4 separate regions of the Mus musculus genome follow, and all the other regions are linked to region 1. The links are chromatin contacts, called in public HiCAR-type and HiChIP or PLAC-seq maps. All regions are on one chromosome and are shown on one strand. Each heading gives the region's core, a stretch centred on a gene start, on an enhancer-like site or on the middle of the called end of the contact. The rest is flanking DNA. Distances are from core to core; before and after follow the strand shown.

Region 1 (3,992 bases), core at 865-3,364:
AGATAAGGCACTCACTGAACTTCCCTCCTCTACGTTCTTTGTTCCTCTGCCTTTTAGTTTCACCGTCTGTCTTTTCTCTTTTCTCTCTTTCCATCTCTTTTCTCCACACACTCTTTTTTCTCCCCTCCCCAGCCCTAGTTCCATCCCCAAAGCCTGAATTTGGCACATTCCAGCTGATCGGAAGGGGAAGTTGAATTTAGCTTTTAAATGTATTCTTTTAAAGAGTAAATGAGATTCATATTTAATTTAGGAGATGCTAAGGTTCACACCCAGAACAAGAGGGTGCAAACACATCAAAGTGGACTTGGCCTCCAGGTTCTCCCAGCATCCTTCAGTCCCTACTTGTTACAGCAAGGGCCTCGGGTTTTCCATAGTAATCCATCAGCAGCCATGACTGCAACATCTGGAGTTCATCATAGCTGTGGGTCAGGTGTGCAGAGAGCAGTTCCCCAGGACCCATGTGTAGGAGGGGAGGCACCTTTGAGATAGGTTTGAGGATGCTTTGCCTGAAGTCACCAAGGCTGTGGCTCTGGTACTGATGCTGGGCATGCTCACAGTGGTCCCACCCAGGCATTGGCTGCTCACAATGCCGGTGCTCCCTGGAGGGATGACTCCTGAAGATCTGGCTTTTCTAGCCACCAAATTTGATCCTAGAGTCCTCCTCTTCAGCTGCTTCTTTCCCCCACCTTATCTAAACGTCTGTCTCTCACCACTTACTCAGTAAGTGTCCTCTCATCCAGGTTTTGGAATCCGATGAACGAAAAAGGGAAGGACATATATCTGCTCCTAGGTATGGTGGAGGAGGAAGTTTATCATAGATATGTGGGACAGCATAGCCAGAGTGGACATGCCCCTGAACCATGTGGGGAGATTGGAAAGGGAAAGGAGAGAGGGGAATCAAATACAGCAACCAGGATGCCAAAGGTACAAAAAAGGACAGGCAACCAAATGGTCTGGATTATATAGGGAAGAGCCTTTAGGTGAAAGGCAGAAGAGTGGGGTATGCTAGCCACACCCTGGATCAGGTAGGGACTGAGGGATGCTGGGAGAACCTAGAGACCAGCTCCACCTGGTCTGGATTTTAAACTTAACTGGAAATAGATGAGCCAGGTTTATTCTGATTGGTTTTTTGTTTTTTTCTTAATGCATCTTTTAAAAATTCCTAATTTCACACTTGGGCTATGAACTTGAACGTCAGGCCCGTTTCGAATTGGTCCTGGTTCCAGAATCAAATCTTGGCATGACTTTGGACCCTAGAAGGTGTACACTGGATTGGGCCTGCACTTTTTCCTGCCACAGCTGTTCTTCTAGGGAGCTGGGTCAAGTTAAATTGGTTTTCAGCATCTATGCTGCTTTCAATTTCTATGGGGCTTTTATTCAAGTTCCTTTTCTTCTGTAAGGGACAGAAGCCTTGCGTGGGAAGAAAAGGCGCCCCTCCCCTTGAAGTCTGACATGTTCTGCACTGCATGGCAGACATCCTTTGGTTAACTTTGGACAAGTGAAGCCCAGTTGGAGAATCTGATCATGGCCATTCAGCATTCTGGCAGTTAGGAGACACAGTGTCTTGGTCATCTTCATAAGAAAGGCATGCAGGAAGGTCTATTCCATAGCAGGAAGCACAATCCAACTGTAAAGAGGGCTATTTTGGAAATTGCACACTACTCATCCAGTGGTTAGTTACTAGTTGTGATTTAGGAGAGGGGGGGAGACAGAGAAGGCCCTCAGTTGGAGCCCTTGGCCCTCAAAGAACTTCCTCTCATTAACCCAAAGCTATTGACCGGCTCCGCGGGCTCTTTCTATTAGTGAATTCGCCTACTTTCCCACTATTAGGGGCTCCTGCTGGTGCCACTGCATGCCTACCCTGCAGGGGAAGGCACATCTTCACACAAGACAGAGGATTATTTTCAAAGGCAGCTCTCCAGGTATGATCAAGAGTCTCTTCTCTGGTCACCCTACTGTCCCCTCTACCCAGCACACACTTGTCTTTTTTTTCCTGCTATTTTCCATGGCCCTGGCTTTTCTAAATCTTGGCAGGGAGACAGTGATCCCTTTGTGCTGGCCTGTTACAGTGAGGTAACCAAAGAAAGGGTCTTGGTCTGAGGCCGTCAGCTGTTACTAATCACTATTCCCCTGCCTGTCGCGGGTCCACTCGCCTCTCCCTTTGCTCTGCTTAGCACACATAAAGAAGATGAATTACTCTCCGGTTCCTCTTCAGAAAAGCATATTGTGTGGTGCATTCCAACACTGTGAGGAAGGATGCTAATGTGAAGGGTAAATGGGTATCTAAATCACCTCACAGGGGGTCTCGCACCCGCAGCTGGGAGCCTCTGAGAGGAGAATCTCAGAGTTGCCCCCTGAGACCATTTCCGGTGACCTTGCTAAGAGTGACAGGAAGTCCCTGGAGTAGGCTCCAGAGTAAACAGCATCCCCAGAATTACCAGGCTGGATTAGGACCAGAGCTGAGAGAGGGGAAGCGTGGGCTCTCAGGGATCTCACTGCCTGAATAGCTAAGAGAGGGCACTTCCAACCTAAAGTTAAGCCAACAGGCACTTTGGCTCTAATATAAGAGGTAGCAATGACGGGCCTCCATTTCCCATCCCTGCTTCTTTCTACGTAAGTTAAGAAATGAAACCAAACAATTCCACCATAGCTATAGTTGGAGAAAAAGCAAAAGGACTGTCTGCTTAGTCCTCGCAGTCTGAGGAGAAAAGTGATTTATTTGGCGTTTTCCTGCCACTAATAATATTGTCTGCTCTACTGCTTTTTCCATTGACCAATCTTTCAAAAAGACTTTCTCGTTTACTCTTCTGCACTTCATTTTTCTAGGGAACGCTAGAGCTCAAAGATGTGTTAACAAGTTTTAAGGAGCAAAATTTTTTTTAAAAAATCTATTTTCCCCCGACAAATTTTATGCCGTCACAATCAGCAAAGTATTATTTGCCAATTGCCTTCAAGTGTATAACCTTGCAGAGCTAAAAGACATTCCAGAATAACAAAGTGACAGGTTCTTCGATATGATCAGCCATCATTAGGAAGGAGATTTTGGCTAGCATGAAAATACTTGTAATTGGGCTGGCAGAGAAAGCTACAAAGTCTTTGTGGAGATGATTTAACTTTCTCGAATGGCTCAGAGCCCACAATCTCAAGAGGCTGAGAGAGAAGGGTTGTCATGACTGCAAGCCAGCTTGGGCTTCATGGTATGTTCTGGGTCAGCTATAGCTACATAGTGAGATCCTGTCCCAGAGAGAGAGGGGGGAGGGGAGGGAGAGGGAGAGGGGGAGGGAGAGGGAGAGGGAGAGGGGGAGGGAGAGGGAGAGGGAGAGGGAGAGAATACATTCTGGGGGAAATGACTTACTAAGAAAGAAAGCTTGGAGCAAGCATAGCGATGGGGATCCAAATTTGGATCCCCAGAATGCACTGTAACAATTGGCAGTGGGATCCATTCTCTGTTGGCCTTTGTTTACTCCTGGGCATGAGGCCTGTCCTGGAGTGGGATCTTATCTAGTTGGAACAGGCCTAGTGCATGCTGTCCTGGTCTCTGTGAATCTATATGTGCATTACTAGTCCCACGGTGACTGGAGGATCCTCTCTCACTGGGTCATCCAGCACCTCTGGGTCCTTCTGCTGTCTCTTTCCCATCAATCCCTGAACCCTGAGGGGGAGGGGGAGGGGGAGGGCTGAGGGCTGCAACAAAGACTTTTTTTTTTTTGGTTTTTCGAGACAGGGTTTCTCTGTATAGCTCTGGCTGTCCTGGCAACAAAGACTCTTAACTCCGAGCATTGTCTAGCGTATGAGTCTCTGTGTTGATTCACATCTACTGCAAGAGGAAGCTTCTATAATGAGGGTTGATCGAGGCACTGAGTTACGGTACAGCAGTGTGTTGTTAGGACTCATTGCTACTCTTATCAAGTAGGGTAATAGTAGTAGGTTTTCATCTGTGACCTATCCGTCCCCTCTCAGGTTCTCGCTTACTTTAGTGTTCTCAGGTATGG
Region 2 (3,992 bases), core at 377-2,876, 220 kb before region 1:
TTTGTTTTCTGGTGAACTGCAGGATAAATGCTGGAAAGGTAGTTTTCTCATGAAGTTAAATATATTCTTACCAGACTACTCAGCAATCACTCCAATGTGAAACAAAAGAGTTTGAAAGTTACCTCCCCACCAAATTTTCACACAAGAATGTTGCTGCTTGCTCTCTTTATTGTTTCCAAAACTTGGAAGGCCCCACGATGTCTTTCAGTAGGTGAATAAATATTAATCTAGACAGTGGATTGTGCTGCTAACACAGGCCTGTAGTCTCAGCCACTCAGGAGTGTGAGGCAGGAGAATCTCCAATGCCTGCCTAGTGCAGTGTAATGAGACCCTGTAATGAGGCCCTGTCTCAAAACTAAAAGTCAAAAAGAGGGTTAGTAATACAGCTTAGTAGAAGAGCCTTTGACTTCCATGTAAGAGAGGTTCAATTCCCTATACATACTGGAGCGTATGTGAGTGCGCACACACACACACATGGATGCTGGGGGGAGGGAGAAATAGGAGGAGAAGAAGGGATAAATATAATTGCATATTCTGAAGTGCTGGAGGCCAATATGACAAGGTTGCACAATGAATGTGTGCTTCCAACTACATGACCTTTTGGAAAAGGCAAACTGTGGAGACAGTTAAGTGATGGGAGGTTGCCAAGTATGAGGCTGGAAAGAGGCAGAAACAGCCAGAGCACAGAGGGCCTTTCCTCCACAGAAACTAGTCTACATGGCATTATAATGTTGTTTACGTATAACTATACACTCAATATACAGCCATAGATAGTGCAAGGGGGATATTAAAGCTCATGTTCTGGACTTAGAAGCTAGATTGTAGCAACTGTAGCATCCCTGGAAAGGATAATGATAGTATTAGAGGTTGTGTGTGTAAGGACAGGAAGATGTGGCAAATCTCTGTACCTTTCACTTAACTTTTCTGTAAACCTACAACTGGACTGAAATGCTATTTTGTTAAAAACAACTACAAACCTGAAATAACATTCTTTTTCTTTTAATTTTTGATGATTCATTTGTCACACACTTATGCAGGGCGTTGTGATAATACCCCCAGTACACTCACTTATCCTTTGTCCACTCCCGCTTACAGCTATTTAGTACCAAAGGTTTCTTAAATGTGTTCATTCAAAAAAAGTTCTCAAGGTTCCACAAAGTTTTTCCATTTCCTTCCAGAAGGTGGCATGTGTGTACTATGCTCAAAAAGCCCTCCACTGATTTTGTGAAGTAGAGGGGGCGAGGGGGTGGGGGGGGGGGAAGTGGGGGGAAAAAAGAAAGAAAGGAAGAAAGAAAAACTTTCGCAGATAGTAAAACAACTTATAAACCTGTTCGGAGTAATTTCAGCAGCTGGAGTGAAATGGGAGCCTGCCGCAGACAGGGCTTTCCGTGGCAGGGCGAGCTTCTATAGACATACATACCTGCGAACACGGGGACCCATAACTTAATTTACAAGTGCCTCAACGCTGAGAGACTACTTGCGGAGTTGACGCTCTGGAATTTGTTACGGTCACTAGAAGCTGCATGGCATAAAAAAAAGGTCACAAGCTGTGGCTGGAATGGTGGACAGGAACAGAGTCCTCAGACTACAGAACTCAGCCAACTTAGCCTTGGATTTGCAGGGCTCTGCTCCGAGAGCTGTTTGAACTTGAGAGAGGAATCCTCTAATTAAAAGGCAATTACACAGAACGTCTGCCTAGTAATCCCCTCCGAGCGTGTTAAACCCACAGATTTCTGGGCTTTAGAGACCCTGAGGTCAAGAACATCTTTGGGACTGGTGAGTCTACATTTAAGAAGCATCCTGGAATGGAAAATTTCTCAGGTGTCTACGTACATCAGACTGCTAATGAAGGCGACGCCATGGACAAACCTTGAAAACAGGATTCCAAGCAGACACAAGAGGACGGCTGGGACTTCTGAGTCTCAGGGTACCATTAGATCAGGATGCCTGGTTTCTGGATTTTCTATGAAAAAAAAAAAAAAAACAATTACAATTCGTAATGGTTAAGACTGTATCCAGAGTGTCAAGGTTAATTATCAGAAAATATCAAATGCCAATTTCTTACAGCCCCTGCTTTTGGCGCAGTATCATGGTGTCCCGGGGCAGAAAGAACAGAAAACAGCACACCCTCTTTGCTCCTTCAGTCTTCCCTGTCTTCTTGTTACCTTGTGCAAAAGAACCCGACCAGAACAATACCCCTAAGAAACAGTTGGAGGTCAGTGAACTTTGGTTGCCCATTTGCTCACTCATTCAGTAGTAATCAATAATCATGGGGTACTTTCCAGACTGATTTCTAGGCCCAAAAGAATGAGTTATGAAGAACACAGTCATGGCAGTCAAGTCAACAATAAGGAAATAAGCAGACGCATTCAAGAGTAAGACGGTATCTGTCTGTGTGCTGGGCTTAAAGAAAACCAAGGTTGATTGACATGTAACCAAGAAGGAGAATGTTGTTTGAGCTAGCCTCACCAGGGTCAACTGCATGGGGGCAGTCACACTGACAGAGGTGCTAGAGACAGCGCATCATCTCAGACATTTCCAGGACAGCCTTGGGGAAGGGGATGTGTATTCTTCAGGGACAGCTCCAGCACTGAATGATAAACACTGGAAGAGGCAGGTTGAGTTGAGCTCAGCTTAGGGAAGGACTCCCTAGCCTAGCAGAGAGGGGATTCATACCCAACTGTGGCTCACCATGTCCTCGTTTCATTGTCTGTAGCACTTCGTTTAGGCCTCACGGTCGCAATGGATGGTAAGAGGAGTGATGCCCATAGAGTGGAGAGGTTTGTCTGCTCCCAATCTAGCTGTCTGATCAAGTGAATAGTCACTTAATAGAAAGTCACTTGAAGGAAACTTTCATTGAATGCTAGGGAAAGCCGGACATCTCTTCAACCCTTACCTCAGTTGAGTAATTTAAGCTCAGCAAATGGGTGACTCTGCATACTTTAGTGGTTGGCTGTGCTGGGTGTATGTATAGACTCCAGAACTGCAGGCTCTTCTAGTCATACGTTGGCTCAGTATAAAGCACACGGAGGTGACCAATTTACGTTTCCTGAAATAAAATAGCTCCCTGGCTCAGAGGGAAATGAATGAGTTAGAGACCCTTAATCTTGTGATCTCCAAACACTGCCAGGAGCCCTAATTAAATCACAGAAAACACTGAAAAAGCAAATAAGACATACTCCAGATTCCAGCCAGGTAATGGAAAATTACAAAAACTCTTGAATACCAATAGGCGTGTTTCCAGCTTGACTAAGTGCGAAGCATAAATTCTCGGGGGGGGGGGGGGGCTTTCATTGACTACCTCCCAGAGGAATGCAGCCAAATGGCATTGGAATACCTCTTTCAGTAAGAATTCAGACTGTAGCCCAAACCTGCACTTCACAACCAGCACTGGGAGGAGCAGGAAGGGCAGGCATTGTCTCATGATCTAGATCACTTTCCTTCCTCAAGAGAACCGTTTCTTGACTTGCTTCAGGAAATAAGATCATATGTAAACCTTGAGCAGACAGCTCCGAACCCAGTGGTTCTCCAGAGGGGCCAGGACATCTACCCCGGGTGAAAAGGGAAGACAATCAAGCCGAGGGTTACTTGAGTACTGACTGACCTTCCTGGAGATTAGAGTAAGGAGTGAAATTGATGACTCCTGTGACTGTCCTCGGTTTTGTCAAAATTACCCAAGTACTGATTCCATTTAGCTCCACAGGGAAGACCAAGATTGGGAACAAATGGCTGCAGGGTCCAATCACAACACACACAGTCCCTGCAGGCCAGACATGCCCATCACCTCTGGACAGCTGCTTCTCCCACTATGCCACTATGCCATAATCCTACATCCAGTCAAACACAAACTACATTAGGGCACAGTCTTCAGCATCTTCCTATGCAATAGTTAGCAGAGGAGAGAGGAACATATAGCTGAAGTCTAGTGCAGTTGTCAGTTCTGACCTGGGTTTGAAAGAGCACGGGGTGTGTGAGAGTGCAGGGTTTGCATT
Region 3 (3,992 bases), core at 1,003-3,502, 210 kb before region 1:
CATAATTGTGCATATATGCTTCATTATCTGCTCTATTTCACTGAGTTTGAAATTATATTATATGCTAAGTAGTTATTTGTTGATTATAAAAATGTTTCTCATTTAAAGAGAACTTTTAAGATTCCATGCAATCAGAAGTAGACGTGGTGAAGTAGAATCAGAAGTCTGCAATCTCAGAACTTGAAGGGAAGAGGAGAGAGAATCAGGACGTCAAAGTTGTTCTGACTAGGTAGTGCATTCAAGCCTATAGAAAACCCTGTCTCAAAGCTCATTGTTTAGTGTAATCAAACACTGGTCTCCCTCTCTTCTTTTTTACTTGTTTATCTTACTTGGAAAGGATTTCCTTTATGTAAATGATACTAACGATTGCCACTTCTCCTAACCTTCTTCCCTACCTATGGGTCCTATGAGTTAAAAATGTCTGTAAACAATATTTTAGAAAAATTCAAAGGACAAAAACTTGACTCCATTGTGTACAGAGCACTACGTCAAAACCATGGAAATGAAGTGATGTGCAGACACACCCTGCTGTGGCCCCAGTCTCTCTCTTCATTTTCCCGTTGATCGCCACACACTTCACATTTTGCCTATAGTCTATATTCTTTTTAAGCCAGATCTACAATACCTGCACCTAGAATGAGCATACACAGACTTTTTGTTTCTCATCATTACCTCCTAAGCAGTAGAGTACACCAACAATTTATCATCAGCATTGCAGATAATGCAAAAATGATCTGATGTGCACAGGAGGGTGCTCACAGGAGAGCCAGTGCATAACAGTTTTGATGATTTGGGGAAAGAACAGATGATGTTAAGAAAAGACTTAAAAGAAAGAGTTTATTAGGATTGCCTTTTCAAATCAGTAAAAATGATAGAAAACTCAATAATCATTGTTAGGATAAATGTTTTGAATACACACAGTAGCAGTTCTTATACTACACAAGACTTTAAATACAACAGTTTCTAAAGAAGGAGAAAAAAAAATAAATGATAGGGCTAGAGAGATGGCTCAGCAATTAAGAGCACTGACTGCTCTTCTGAAGGTCCTGAGTTCAAATCCCAGCAACCACATGGTGGCTCACGACCATCCATAATGAGATCTGATGCCCTCTTCTGGTGTGTCTGAAGAAAGCTACAGTGTACTTAGGTATAATAAGAAATAAATCTTTAGGCCAGAGCAAGTGGGGCCCGACCAGAGTGAACAGAGGTCCTGAATTCAAATCCCCAGCAACTACATACGGCTCACAACCATCAGTACAGCTACAGTATACTCATATATAAAATAAATAAATAAATCTTTTTAAAAAATAAATGATAACTGCTTCAGAGTAATAGGAGGCAGTATAGCTGTCCCCTTGTATCCATAAAAGATTGGTTCTGAGTCTTCGTCTTACACACCCAAATCCACAGATGCTTAAGACCCTTATAGAAAGTGGCATGATAATTATATCTGTGTGTAGGACCATTTAATACCTACTGTGAGATATACAAGTGTGAAAACAGTCTGTGGTGTTTAAAGGTGAGACCTGAGGGAAGTGATGAGGATTAGATGGAGTGATGAGGGTGAAGCCCCCACTCTGAGTACTGATGGACTTATAAGACTAAGAAGAGGACCAGAGACCTTTCGATACACACATGCTAACTGCTTTTTGCCATGCAGTGACCTGAACCACGCCAGGACTCTGACAGCAAGAAAGCAACCACCCCTTGCCCTTCAACCAGAACCAGATGGAAACAAACCTCTTTTCTTCATAACATTACCCTGCATCATATGTTTCACCACAGTAGTAAGTAGACTGGCTGTAGCAGCTTGCAACAATGCAGGTTCCAGATAACAAACAGGTATAGTTCTCCCATCTCATCAAAAGACAAAGGGGCCAAATTGGGTTTGTTCCTCCACATCACATCACATCACATCACATCACATCACATCACATCACATCACACACACACACACACACAGAGAGAGAGAGAGAGAGAGAGAGAGAGAGAGAGAGAGAGTTTGTCAGTTAAAGGAGTGTGAAGAATGGAAATGCATGAGACAAGGAAACAGGAGGCTAAAGCTGAAGACGTTGGCATGCCAACAAAGGCTGGAGAACATTACTAAGACAAGAGATGGGAGCTGGAGAGTCCCCAAGCACGGAGGCTGGGGAAATGAAGGGACAAACTCAGAAAAGAATGTTATTTAAACTGTGTGCCCATCTGGGGAGCAGAACAATGGGCTGAACAAGAAGGGGGAGCCTGGGAGCGGGAGTCGAGAGGGACTCTTTCTAAACAAGAGTAAAATGGTATTAGGGCTTCAATAGCAGCGGCCCATGTGCCAAGTCTGTTTGTCCTTCACATGAAATCACTGGTGTTCCAGAATTGTATGACAAAGAACCTGCAATTTCCATGAGGCAGAAAGAAGGCACGGAGAGGCATCAAACAGTGCTGGAAGCTGGGACAGGGGGCAGCCCTGACCAGAGATGACAGAGATGAAGTTAACAGTTCCTGACTGGGGGCAGGGAAGGGCCTGAGCTGCCAAGCTCTGTGTCTGGGAGATCTGTTTACATTTTTCATGCCCAGACTTTGAGGGGACCTTTTGGCAATGTTTCCTGGGGGCCCGGGCCTCACTCTTGGTGTCTCAGCTAAGGCTGGGCAAACAGTTCAGTCTGACAGTCTGTGGGCTATGGGGTTGTGAACTCTCTGGGTTATCTTTAAACCTAAGTTCCTTTAGTGGCTGTATTTGCTGAGGAAAACTTACAATGGCTGGATTCAGGAAGAATAAACTCAACTCGTTCTGGAAGTGACACTGCAAAAATTAGGATAATGAAAATTTATAGGAATGATCCTTAGAGGAAATGTGGTATTTGCTCAGAAGAAGTACAGTCATTTTTGAGGCAGCTGTTAGCATATACTCTCATGTACAAGAACTTAGGGACCATCTTGTAAAAGGAGGTGGTGAGATGCTACCCTCTGTATGTAGCCCACCTCCCATGCCCTAACTCACCAGGCATTGTGGTACACACCTAACATTCTAGAATGAGAGAGGCTAAGGCAGGAGGATCTGGCTGAGTTATATCATGAGACCCTGTATCACAAGACAAAACCAAAGAAAGTAAAACAAAATGTTGGATGGCAGTCCACTTTTTTCCCCCTGAAGACTGAAGCAGAAATGAAGTGAGGAAGGGGAGGGAGGGATACAAGAATCAGAGACATCTCTAATGGTACCTGAAGTCCACAGCAATGCATATCTCAGACATCTGAGCAGGTAGGGCCTCGTACTAAACCAATCATCAGCCAGCCAGTGAAACCCAACTAGTAAGGAATTACTAATATCTTGTTTTATGCTGAATACGAATAAAGACAGATCAAATCTATGAGCACAGATTGGCTTTTCAGGGCTTTCCAAGCTAATCTTGACACCACACTGAAGTCCAAAAGGAGTTTGCAGCACATATCTGTGATTCTGATTAAAACACAGAACACAGACCGGGGAGCCTGAGCCAAAAGTAAGGAGAGTCTGTGAAGGCTGGAGGTTGACAGCAAAGAGGTGTGAGCTGGTGGTGAAGAAGACAATGGCTTTAGGAGGTATCAGGCAGAGACAAAAAGCAGAGACCAGTACCAAGAGCATGAAGCATACTGGTCCTGCTGACGTGTGACTGGGAAATTCCTTGACCTGATATGAAGAGAGAAGAGAAAGGCACTTTAGGCCACAATGGTATCCCTAATGGAAAGCAGGAGGAGCCCTTATCTCAGGGAAGGTGACCACATGCAAGACCAGGTGGGTTGTCTAAGCAGGATTGAAGGGGAGAGCCTTTATGTGACTCATGACTCTGAATGACCCCAGACAGCAAGTCACCTCACACTCCAAATGTCTCTTCAGTGTAGAGATGTGTTTCTTCAACAAAAGTGTATGTTACCTTAATGTGAAGGTCAGGAGAAATAATTTATAGCCAAAGAAGAACTTCTCACAGGGCTCTCCGACTTCCCCATAAATACTCTGGAGTGTT
Region 4 (3,992 bases), core at 628-3,127, 160 kb before region 1:
TTTTTTTTTTTTTAATATTTCCTGCAACAACTCAATGGGAATGTTAGGCAAATACAACTTCACCTTTCATTTGGAGATCATAAGACAACTTTTAGATGTTGGTTCCCTGCTTCCACCTGATGGGTACCAGGGATTAAATTCAAGGGACCAGGCTTAGAAGCAAGACCTTTTACCCAACTCTTCAGCCTCAGAAACCCTTCGTTTCAAATATCATTTTCTCTGAAGTTTGGATGTGAAGATATGGATGTAAAACTCACAGATGTAGTAGCCAACTTCTATGAGCTTCACGGGAGTCCCTCAAGGAACTAGGGGACTAATCACTTGCTTCTTCCTATTGGGCAAGGCACATAGCTACACAGCTGATCAGGCTACAGATACTCTGCAGTTGAGCCAAAGACCTGTCCACCATGCGAACAGAGGCACAGTTGGCTTGCCCAAATGTGAGGCCCTGAGCTGTCCTATCCAACATGGTCACCATTTCCCATGGCCTGCACAGCTTTGTACTTGACTAGGGCTGTAGGGAATGGAGAAATGACAGACACAGTAATGTAAAGCTGCAATCTGGTGGGCGGGCCATGCAGAGAATGGAGAGACTCCAGCAGCAGCCTACAAGAGCAGGCTACCTCATCTCCATAGGGAGTCCCTGTAGTCTCGGGCTGCAGTCAACTGGGACGAGGACGCTTTGATTGCTACGTTCTACACCTACGAGATTTAGCTAAATGTCAACCATCTGTCATCATCTATATTCAGATCAGGGGAAGGCCTTGCCATTCCCATGAGTCCAGGGCAGTGTTTTACTTGTCATAGCTGTGCTCACGTCAACTATACACATTCACTAGGGACTTTGTCACCTCCACACAGCTGCGGGCATGTGGTAGCTATGTAATTAACTGAATTTAAATGAGGTCTAAAATACCTGTTGAATAGAAAAGAGTTGAACAAATTGCTTGAAGTAAGGTCTAAGTAGATACAGCCAGCAACCTGGCTTCCATAGTGACTTTTAACTTGGAGTCTTTCATTCTCCCTTTTGATGCAAAAATTCCCAGTCTGAGAGAACGGGGTCATGAATAAAATAATAATAATAAGGCACCAGTAGAGTCCTGATCAACAGCGCTGCCTGGACGTAGCTCTCTCATTCCTTGAAAGGGCTGTCCCGGGCTCAGACTCTCTCCTTCCTTGAGTCATTTCATCAGGACTGCCAGGGAGTCTAGGGAATTTATGTGTCTCCGTGGCTCAGGTCGAGCTCTGGGGCAGGCCTTCTCACTGCTCACAGCAGCCTATGCACATCTCTCAGCAGTGTCCTGCAGAGCATTGCAAATCACCTTATGTCTTTAGGAAGAAAAGAAGAAAATCTGGCTCCCTGGAGTTGCCCCAGCTCACTTTCTTGGAAAGTGGAAACTTCTTGGAATTCACTACTTCTTTTGATGTTTACCAATACATCACTACTCAGTGTTCGTGCCAAAATCATGTCTCTGTTAGGGTGATATATCGCCTACCTAAAACATATTCCAAGCAACTTCTCACTGCTTGTAAGGGCCGAAAGATTGTGATCAGCATAGATGGCAAAATCCCAGGCAGCAAGGCCCCAGGCCTCCTCTGGACATCTTACTCACCAACACAGGGCTGCCTTTGAGGAGCTCAGTATGTCAGGGAATGAGTCCAGGAAGGTGTGTGACTTTGGAATAATTAGAGGCTGGTTAAGTAAGTTAGGAAAGCTTGGAATTCACAACTACAGCCAATTCTAGACAAGGTGATGAAGTTGCAAAGTTTTGTATTTGGCTGCTCTCCAAACTGTCCTGAGAATCTCTCTCACCCTCTCCCTCGTCTCCTACTCCCCTTCCCCCTTGTGGCTCTGAGACTCTCTGTCTTGGCTTCTCACCCCTTGGGGAAACTCCTCTGAGGTTCTTTTTTCTCCCACGGAACCTTCATTCCTTTCCCACTGGTCTCTGCTGGCTGAGACTGGCCAGTTAATGGGGTGAGGCAATTAAAAATGGGAGTCCTTCAGTCTAGTAAAAACATGAGATTTGAAGGACTTAAGATGGTATAACTGTACATGATTATCTTTTAGGAGAAAAGCCTTCTATTTCACCATATTCTAAAATATGTCTGTGATCCCACATAAAGTTAAAGAAACTGTGACAAGGCTTCCTGTTAACCACAGTGTGATGGAGAAATGGATATAATAAAGAGGGTTTTGGTTCAGAGCTAAGTGAGGGAGGAAAGGCTATGTGGGCAGGAAACAAGGTGTCACACTCGTGTTGCCTTGGAGACCACATCCACCAGCCCCTTGCTCAGGACCACCAGCAGTTCATCTTCTCAGGGCAAGTGGTTTGCTTAGAACACAATAGCTTCCCACTTACAAATCACAGGCAGTGTCTGAAAATTCCAAGGTATTTATCAGGCTTAGGATGCCACCCAGTTTTGTCATAATCAAGAAAAATCTAGGCTGGGTAGCAGAAGGTGTGGGCCAGGGCTGGGGAGGCCGAGTTTGAATCCCAGTTTTACCACTAAGCTGAAGAGCCAGCTCCTGAGAACTGCTTATCATCTCTGGTCCTCAGATCCCTCATCCTCAAAATATCCCAGGCAGCCGTCTCCAGTCCTGAAACCCTAAAGAAGCTGCCAAGTGTCTACTTCAAGTAAAATTTCTATACTTTTTATTATTAAAAGACCGTTTTAATAATAAAAAGTTTCCATATTTGAAAGGAAACATTATCCGGCCAAACACTAAGTTGTTTTCTTCCTCCGTAATATGTTAACATCTTGTCCCGAGGAGCAAAGCCTTCTCTTGAAAGCCTCAGAACAGTTTGTGGCGATTGCAGTCCTTGTCTCAGAAAGATTAATTGGAAATGAAATCTAAGGAAGAGAATTCAAAGCCCATTTCTATGCTTCCTGCTTTGTAGATCTTCTAACATGTAAATGGACCGTTACAAAGAGGATTAGCTATTAGAATGGTCTGCGTGCAGTCCATCGTTCAGCTCCCAGTTCATTCCTTGCCAGAGAGTCCCAGCTGAGCCGCATCTTAATGGCCTCCTTTCATCCTTCAGGGGGATGAACTGCATACTAACTCCAAGACCTGTGTTTTCCAACTTCAATTTGACCACAACTTTAACAAACTGTAGACTCTCCCCCAACTCTCCAATGGTGCTTAAAATATGAAACAACAAAACAAAACTACTGGTAATAATTGTGAGGAGCTCTTTTCTCCCAATATTGCTTTTGATCTTTGTGTTTTATCACAAGTAGAAAATCTAAGACAATGAATGGATAGAGAGAGGGGGAACTTATAGGAACAGAAATGATTCAGAGACAGCTGCATCAGCAAAAGCCCACACCATCATGGGTGACAGACAACTTATGAAAGCTGGAGCTCACTGCATGAACTGTGGGCAACTCAACAGACAGGAAACTCTTTCAGGCATCTCAGGTAGCCTGAGCCTCTTCTGGGAAGTTGTGCTGGTGGTCTAAGAGCATCTCTCAACAGCCACTATAGGTTATATATGCTTGGGAAGGTAGGGATCTAGTATATCTGGTCGGTTTCAGAGACTTCCTGAACTACTGAAGTTGCTTATTTCCTGTGCTTAATGAGCTTCCCTGAAGGATGGAATGTTTCACCCCCTTAAAACATTGGCTCTCAACCTGTGGGTTGTGACCCCCTTTGACACACCTCTAACTCCAAAAATATTTACATTACAATTCTTTTGTTTTGGTTTTTTGAGACAGGGTTTCTCTGTGTAGCTCTGGCTGTCCTGGAACTCACTCTGTAGACCAGGCTGGCCTCGAGCTCAGAAATCTGCCTACCTCTACCTCCCAAGTACTGGGATTAAAGGCATGCGCCACCACTGCCCGTCTTACATTACAATTCTTTTTTTTTTTTTTTTTTTTTTTTTTTTTATTTATTATATGGAAGTACATTGTAGCTATCTTCAGACACTCCAGAAGAGGGCGTCAGATCTCGTTACGGATGGTTGTGAGCCACCATGTGGTTGCTGGGA

What was found. HiCAR-type assays count read pairs that join an accessible place to other places. HiChIP or PLAC-seq counts read pairs in DNA pulled down with a chosen protein or histone mark.
Region 2: a HiCAR-type map of astrocytes shows a contact between it and region 1, with 6 times the contacts expected there. The contact joins two enhancer-like sites. A contact is called at or near these places in 1 of 15 datasets of contacts at CTCF or cohesin (the NIH/3T3 cell line) and 10 of 115 datasets of contacts at active chromatin or transcription factors (the NIH/3T3 cell line, astrocytes, cardiomyocytes and 7 more).
Region 3: an H3K4me3 HiChIP or PLAC-seq map of embryonic forebrain shows a contact between it and region 1, with 4 times the contacts expected there. The contact joins two enhancer-like sites. A contact is called at or near these places in 1 of 15 datasets of contacts at CTCF or cohesin (the NIH/3T3 cell line), 5 of 115 datasets of contacts at active chromatin or transcription factors (the NIH/3T3 cell line, cardiomyocytes, embryonic forebrain and 2 more) and 1 of 9 other capture datasets (adipose tissue).
Region 4: a HiCAR-type map of astrocytes shows a contact between it and region 1, with 8 times the contacts expected there. The contact joins two enhancer-like sites. A contact is called at or near these places in 1 of 15 datasets of contacts at CTCF or cohesin (the NIH/3T3 cell line), 1 of 484 Hi-C or Micro-C datasets (forebrain), 2 of 115 datasets of contacts at active chromatin or transcription factors (astrocytes and epiblast stem cells) and 2 of 9 other capture datasets (adipose tissue and pancreatic islet).

Annotation. Positions count from the first base shown.
Region 1 is chr15:8,657,958-8,661,949 of GRCm38.p6, reverse strand. The region is part of intron 3 of Slc1a3 (solute carrier family 1 (glial high affinity glutamate transporter), member 3); the gene reads left to right. Among named protein-coding and RNA genes, the nearest start is that of Slc1a3, 51 kb to the left of the region's middle. Within about 2 kb of position 2,114, at least 102 of the 459 cell types and tissues checked have an H3K27ac peak or open chromatin away from gene starts, as enhancers often do. A contact at or near this core is called in astrocytes, embryonic forebrain, forebrain and 1 more, where this site is marked.
Region 2 is chr15:8,882,420-8,886,411 of GRCm38.p6, reverse strand. No RefSeq gene overlaps it. Among named protein-coding and RNA genes, the nearest start is that of Ranbp3l, 84 kb to the left of the region's middle. Within about 2 kb of position 1,626, at least 32 of the 459 cell types and tissues checked have an H3K27ac peak or open chromatin away from gene starts, as enhancers often do. A contact at or near this core is called in astrocytes, where this site is marked.
Region 3 is chr15:8,865,866-8,869,857 of GRCm38.p6, reverse strand. No RefSeq gene overlaps it. Among named protein-coding and RNA genes, the nearest start is that of Ranbp3l, 100 kb to the left of the region's middle. Within about 2 kb of position 2,252, at least 22 of the 459 cell types and tissues checked have an H3K27ac peak or open chromatin away from gene starts, as enhancers often do. A contact at or near this core is called in embryonic forebrain and neural stem cells, where this site is marked.
Region 4 is chr15:8,814,451-8,818,442 of GRCm38.p6, reverse strand. The region is part of intron 3 of Gm31340 (a long non-coding RNA gene); the gene reads right to left. Among named protein-coding and RNA genes, the nearest start is that of Gm31340, 110 kb to the right of the region's middle. Within about 2 kb of position 1,877, at least 50 of the 459 cell types and tissues checked have an H3K27ac peak or open chromatin away from gene starts, as enhancers often do. A contact at or near this core is called in astrocytes and forebrain, where this site is marked.